Linked DNA regions of Mus musculus: region 1 is linked to region 2. The links are chromatin contacts, called in public HiChIP or PLAC-seq maps. All regions are on one chromosome and are shown on one strand. The core of a region is the stretch at or near the end of the contact, and the rest is flanking DNA. Distances in the headings are between cores, read along the strand shown. Region 1 has its middle 31 kb from the start of Gm35992. Region 2 has its middle 40 kb from the start of Gm46242.

Region 1 (3,719 bases), core at 151-2,650, 430 kb after region 2:
CTCAAGCCAGTTGATTGATCTCCATCCTGTCTGACTCTGTGGTCCCTCACGTCATCTGTGGATGTGAAGGAAGGATACAACACCGCTGTATGGAGACCAGGACTGTGGGGACAGAGGAGAAGGTATAGCTGCCCACAGTCCTCCAGAGGTCATCTTACTTACCTTTTGACCTGCCTCCAGAGCTGCCCACAGCAGATCCCAAGCAGGCAGAGTGGAAATCAGGAGTATTTTGCTGCCTGACCTGACCCTGACCTAGGATCAGGGATGGATAAGGACCCAATGGGACAATGTTCAGGGATGGGCGGAAAGAGGGTGTTTTGAACACTGTAATAGATCAATGGCTCTTGACCTTCCTACTGCTGTAACCCATTAATAAATACAGTTCCTAATGTTGTGGTGAACCCAATCATAAGATTATTTTCGTTGCTACTTCATGACTGTAATTTGGCTATGATTATGAATCATAATGTAAAAATCTGTGTTTTCCGGTGGTCTTGGGTGACGACCCCTGTGAGAGGGTTGCTCGACCTGCAAAGGAGTCTTGACCCACCGGTTGGGAACTGCTGCTGTAGCTGATCTACTCTGCTCATCTCCTGGGCCTATCCTTGCTGATTTCCTGTCTCTTGTGATAGACTTGACCCTGACAGGAAGCCAATGGCCAGTTCACCCTCCCAGCCTCTGAACTCACAGGGAGGTCTTAGTGAGAAGAGTTGCAGTGTCGGATGTTCATTGTATATTTTCTTTGGAGACCCCCGGCAGAGCCTTAGAAGTATTTCTTAGAGGGTAGGCTCTTGTTAATAGAACCGCTTCATCATATTGTTCTTTTCTAGAATGCCTCTATTGAGGTAGAACTCTTTGCGACTCGCTTTCCTCCATTTAAAGAACACGATTTTCTGCTTTAGTGTATGTGTGGAGTTACCCAGCTGCTCCCCAGCCATTAGGTCTGAAACTCATTACCTTAGATTCAAAAGAAACTAGAAAACAGAAATGGGTAAAGAAATATGGATTTATTTATTTACCATTTGGCCAAGCCGGGGAAGGAAGGAAACCAGTTCTTTTCTCTCCCCTGTGCTTGTGACAACCATAAATACATAGGGAAAAAAAACTACAAAAGGAAGGTCAAAAGATGCAGATTTGGCATCCCAGGGGATCCTCCTGGGAGGAGACAGCTGGGTCTCAGTTTTCTCTACTCTCAGCACAGAGGGCAAAATGTTTCCCCTCCTCTCTAATAGACTTACAGTGCATAGTGAGGTACACGTGTGGCGTCAGAGAGACGACTCCTGAGGGTCACTTCTCTCCTTGCACCACGTGGGCCCTAGAAACCTGACTCGGGCTGCCACACTTGGCAGGCTGTACCTTCACCTGCTGAGTCATGTCTCTGGCCTTACTCTTCCTGGAATTAGATGATCTCTTCCTCCCCTCCCGCCTCCAGCCCATTCTATCTCAGCATGGGATCTCAGCTGCACCTCCTGCAGAACCAATTTTAGGACTCTTTTAAACCCTGAAAAGAAACTCTGCGTCCACGAGCAGCGAGTGACTCAGTTTCGCCCCTACTTCCCTGACCCACTTTAAGCAGCCGCAGCCACTTGCTGTCTCTGAAGTGTGTGGTCACCTGTGACTGGACCTTCCACGTGGCACGCTGTTTTCAAGGTTCAAGCATTACTGTGATTTGGATGAGGGACTTACAAAACACCACGCGCTGAAGACTTGCTTCCCAGGATGTTGACAGGTGCTGTGGAAACTCTGGGGGCGCATTGCAGAGGTCCTTAGGCCTTTAAGCTGACCCACCGGAAAGACTGTTGGCCCCTCTGTGGTATTTTAAATAAAAATGGTCACCATAGGTCCACAGGGAGTGGCACTATTAGGAGGTGTGGCCTTGTTGGAGTGGGTGTGGCCTTGTTGGAGTGGGTGTGGCTTTGTTGGAGTGGGTGTGGCTTTGTTGGAGGAAGTGTGTCACTAGGGGTTGTGGGCTTTGAGATCTCAGAAGCTCAAGCTAGTTCTCTTCCTGCTGTCTCCTAATTTGAACTCTCAGCTCCTTCTCCAGCACCACATCTGCCTGCACGCTTTGATGCTTCCTGTCAGGAAGATAATGAACCAACCTTCTGAAACTTTAGGCCAGCCTTTATTAGATGTTTTTCTTTATAACAGTTGCTGTGCTGTGGTCATGGTGTCTCTTTACAGCAATAGAAACCTTAAGACACCAACCGTTTGTGCCACCAACACCAGGGGCCCAAAGGATGGAGTGCCTCAGTCCTGGAACCTTCAGAACCTTGATTCAAAATAAACCTTTCCTTTTGCAAGTCAGTTGCCTCAAGTATTTTATCATAGTGATGGAAAGCTGACTAAGGCAAGAACTCACTGATCCTTTACTTCTTTTTCTATTCACACTGCATTTTCTTTAACCATGCATGAGTTGATTGGGTGTGTGGGTGGTTTTCTCATTCTGGCTGTGGTCAATGACATTGCTATGAACTTTTGTGTGCCAACACGTCCTCCTAAATGATGTATTTAGTTACTTTATATTTTATGTGCATGTTTGAGTGCCTGCATGTATGTACATGCACATTGTGGATGCCTGGTGTCCACAGAGGCCAGAGCAGCACATCAGTTCCCTGCACTTGGAGTTAGAGGTGTCTGTAAGCTGTCACATAGGTACTTGGAACCAAACCTGTGCCTTCTGCAAGAGCAGCAAGTGCTCCTAACCACTGAACCATCTCTCCAGTTTGACATGTCGTCATTTCTCTCTTGTGCATCTAGGAGTACAGTTATTATGCCATGCACTGCATGATTACCATTCTGAGAAGGTCGAGGTTGCTTGCCAGCCTACCCATACCACTTTGCAGATCTAACAGCCATGTGTAGGGGTTCAGCATCCTTCAGCATCCTGCCAATACTTTCTCCTTCATGTTCCTTATAGCTATTCTTCCACATAGACATGGTGCCTTGCTGTGGTTTGACTTGACTTTCTCTCATGGCTCACTTTGCCGACCACCATTTTGGTATTTATATATCTATATTCTGTGAAGAAATGTACATTATAGCCACAACAGACTTTCTAGTTATTGTCTTTTTATTACTAAGCAGTGCGAATATCTTATTCTCTATTTTAAATGTAAATCCTTTTTCTCCTCGTCTGTGGGTTGCCTTTTATTTTCTCAACAGCTTTCTAGCCAGACTAGATGACACATGCTGTCCTCTCAGCCACCTGGGAAGTTGAGGTAGGAGAAATTTCAAGTTCAAGGCCAGGATAGACTACAAGGGGATGTCAAAGCCAACCTTAGCCCTCTCATGAGATCCCATCTCAAGGTAAAAACTAAAGAGGGGAGGGGCAGGTGGGGGTGGCTCAGTGCTCCAGGACTTCCATAGCTTGCATGGGGCCCTGTGTTCAAACATCACTTCTCAAGAAATGTCTAGTTTAAATCTCAAAAAATGTCTAGCTTAAATCCAACTTTCATTTGTTATATGTGATCTTGGTGCCCTGGGGAACCACAGTCTAGTCCAAAGTCATGGAATTTTGTGCTTATTTTTATTTCTGAAAGTCTTGGTATCTACATTTTAACTTTTGGGTTATTTTAACTGGGGGTCTGGTTTCTTTCTAATGTGACTGTCCAGTTGTCTTCAAACACGTTTTAAAAACTGGCCTGTTCTGTATTGAACTACTGCAGGATTCTGTGGGAATCAGTTGATGACTTCTGAACGTCCCATTCCTGGTTAGCTAG
Region 2 (3,381 bases), core at 866-3,365:
AAACTTCCAGAAACATCTGTGAATCACTCCTCCCTCTTTCTCCCCTCTCCCAGGCTGCTCTGTGACCCTGGGGGAACAAAACAATCTCTAGTGGCTGCCCTGTCCTTAGATTTTTATTTTGTTTCCATGGTAAGAAGGGTCTTTTTCCTCCCTGTCCATTTCAAACCCCCAACCAAAAAAACACCAAGCCAAGATCCCGCAGCCTCCAGGGTTGCCCTGGCTGCTCCTGGCAAGTAGGGTGAAAGCATTTGTTGCCATCATAAAGTCAGGTTGCTTCCCCGGTCTGTGCTACCAGGAAGCTTACAGCTTGATTTCCAACCCACTCCTTGCAGCTGTACAGAACCGCATGGTGTGCTGTGTGGCTCCTTTGATTCTTGGCTTCACCCCAATGTCTTTCCAGTGCCCGTCCTGTGGGCTGCCCTCTAGACTGTCCCAGCTCTGCCCACAAGGAGGATGTAGACTCCCTTATGCCAAGCTCCATCCTGAGGTCCATCCATGTCCTCAGGGTCTCCAACGGTCCTGTGGCTGCTGATAAAAGGCAGGTGCAAAGCAAGAAGTCCACCCTTTCCTCGACTCCAGCAATTCTGGGGCAGCCGTGGGGGTGGAGGTAGGGCCCAGGGCAGCCTTGCTCTGGAATTGACCGAGGGTTCCAGTGTAACCGTATCTTCTGCAGAGGTTCGGTCTCTGTGGTCCTGCTGGGTTCAAGGGGCATCATCTCTGACAATGGGGCCTGAAGCTGGGCCTCTCTTGAGGGCCATCAGCTCCCACTCCTGACTGAGAAGAGTGGGGATCAGGCTTCATGGACATGGCTGGAGTTCACAGGATGATGCTAGAGTTGTAGCCTTCACCATGGCTATGAGCCTGCTCATCAGCCCCGTGTCCAGCAGACCCCAGAGACCCCTGAGTTTTCATGCTTTCTGCAGCTTAAGGACTTTTAGTCTCTACACTCTGTCCACAAGACACCTTTGCAGGAAAGGATGTGCATGCCCATTCCATGACTCAGGTCTTCCCAACCGTATGGTCCTGTGTGTCCCAGGCAGAAAGCAGGGTCCAGCTCAACTTGGAGGACCAGATTTTCGTATATGGCATGAGCTGAGACATAGGTATCCAAGGCTTTGTAAATGTCTGTGAGTTTTCTGGACCTCCTTCCCCATCCAAGACATGGGCATGGCGTGGGCGTGGTGTGGCCGAGTGGGCGTGTGTGTGTGTGTGTGTGTGTGTGTGTGTGTGTGTGTGGTTTCTGTTGCTGCAGACATGTTACTGTGGTCCACACCAGGCCTCAATGGCATACCCCAGAGGAAGGAATAAATAAATGTTCCCTTAGCGTGAGTCAGGACCTAGACTCTCTCTAAGGTAATGCTGGTCTCAAAGAGTCTGCTTAAACTGATCTTACAAGCATAATTATCCTGAATAAAGAGAGTGGGCTTAGTCAAGTGAACGGACTGTTTTCATGGGGAACATGGAAACTGAGCCCTTGCGTGCTGAAAAGAGAGGTAACACAGGTGCCGACGCCGGGAGGCCTGGACCAGAGAAGCCTTAGAGGCAGCTGTAGGGATGGTGGGAATAGACTGTAGAGATCGGACTCCCTAGCAGCTACTTTCTAGGTGCTTCACTTGCCAGTGTTGTAACTTAATGACCCTGGGCAGCAGAGCTAGGGTCCTGGACTAGTCTGGAGAGAGCGTCCCCGGGGAGTCCCTTGTTCCCTCGCCCAGCCAGGATGCCCTGCTGAAGGCCCTCACCTGCTAATGCCTGTGGCCTTGGCTACACCATGCCTGGTAGGTTGGGTCACTGCAGTCAGTGCTGAGGCCTTTCCTGATCCTCTGGCTCTGCAGGAGTCAGGGACATCAGGTTCCTCAGCCAGCTCAGGACACCTGCCTAACCTCCCTAGCTGGCCAGGTCATGCCTTATGCTGCTTAGATGCCCCAGGGTCTGTGGGGGGGTCTCCAAGCTTGTCCTCAGGGACAGGAGGAAAGTAGACTAGGCTAGACCCCCCTGCCCCCCACCCCGCCCCCGTGCGTCCTGCACTTTCCATTAAAGAAGGAGCTGACTCCCTCCCCATCTGTTTCTTCTTCAGATAAAATCTATTTTCGGACAGAAGTATGTGCTCTGCTTTGCCACATGCCTCCCCAGTGCTCCTCTGTGGGTGGCTGCAGCTGTGGCCCAGTGCTTCTCTGCAGCATCTCAGAGTTAGGTTGGAGGGTGGGGGTGGGGGACAACGTCAGACCCGTAACCCCCTCCTGCTCCAGGGGCCTGAGGGCATTCGTATGTAAAAGCTGTGAGTTCTGTAGGTAGAAGTGTTCAGGCCCAGGGCCCCACCCTATCTTCCACTTGCCCTGGAACCTTGGGGACTCTCAGGGCTTTGCTGGCTGTCAGAGAGGTCTTAACTGCCTGGGCTGGGAGTTACCTCACAGGGCTCTCCCCAGGGCAGTGTTCAGACCCCTGAGACTTAGCTCAAACACTCAAGGACTCCTTCCCCCTATCTCCTGCCTCACTTCTCATTTGGGCGTTTTCATACTTCGTATTTTCATATCAGTGGGGGCTGGGGTGGTGGGGCCCGAGGGGCCGTCCTATCCCTAGTGACTTGGGAGTGACTTTAGGGGAAGTCACATAGACTTGAGTCTGGGTGGGGAAGGCCATCTTGCCTGTCTGAGGCCAGGGCAGCAGGAGGCAGGACTCTGGGATCATATACAGGGTGGTGTGGAGAATGCATCCAATATCAAATGCATGAATGCATCTAAGTAAGTACACAGCAAGCATAAGTAAAGACCAGGCAGGAAGTAGTGGATGGATAGAAGCGGCTGATAGACAAAAACAAAACAAAAAACAAAAAACCACCATCAAACCGGGGCATCCACAACACCCAGATGACTGGGGAAGCCATGCTGGAGCAACCTTGCTAGAATTCTTGGTCAAAAGTTCAGCAGAGCAGCTTGTCCGTGAACGGGCTTCCTAGGGAACAAGTGAACAGCAGTAAATAGATAACGTTGCCCAGCAGACACTGACAGGGAGGTTGAGGCAGTCGGTGGGAGTTCCCTGCTGAGCTTTCTCTCCATGGCTGAACTCCCAGCTTCCAGTTTCCATGTCTGACACTCTGTATATCATAGACAATAGTAACCTCTGTTGCAAATGGTTTTCCTTCTAAGCTGTTCTTAAGAACACAGTGTTTCTATTCTCAGGCCGTTTCCCATCTCGGGTTGGCTGGGAGGACGTTTGACACAAGCATGCTTGGGTCTGAAGTAGGAACATCTCAGTGAACTCAAACAGCATGTGGGCTTGCCAGAGATTCTGAACACAGGCATCTCAGTGCCAACGTCTCCATGAACTCAAACAGCATGCAGCAATTTATCAATACAATGTTCTTTCCTGGGTGTTAGAGAGCAG

The links. HiChIP or PLAC-seq counts read pairs in DNA pulled down with a chosen protein or histone mark.
Region 1: a contact with region 2 is called in an H3K27ac HiChIP or PLAC-seq map of embryonic stem cells, with 2.2 times the contacts expected there. The contact joins two enhancer-like sites. A contact is called at or near these places in 15 of 484 Hi-C or Micro-C datasets (B cells, the G1E-ER4 cell line, Th1 cells and 8 more) and 3 of 115 datasets of contacts at active chromatin or transcription factors (embryonic stem cells and pancreatic cancer cells).

What each region holds. Positions count from the first base shown.
Region 1 is chr1:92,347,176-92,350,894 of GRCm38.p6, forward strand. No RefSeq gene overlaps it. Among named protein-coding and RNA genes, the nearest start is that of Gm35992, 31 kb to the right of the region's middle. Within about 2 kb of position 1,401, at least 34 of the 459 cell types and tissues checked have an H3K27ac peak or open chromatin away from gene starts, as enhancers often do. A contact at or near this core is called in differentiating embryonic stem cells and embryonic stem cells, where this site is marked.
Region 2 is chr1:91,918,121-91,921,501 of GRCm38.p6, forward strand. No RefSeq gene overlaps it. Among named protein-coding and RNA genes, the nearest start is that of Gm46242, 40 kb to the left of the region's middle. Within about 2 kb of position 2,116, at least 35 of the 459 cell types and tissues checked have an H3K27ac peak or open chromatin away from gene starts, as enhancers often do. A contact at or near this core is called in differentiating embryonic stem cells and embryonic stem cells, where this site is marked.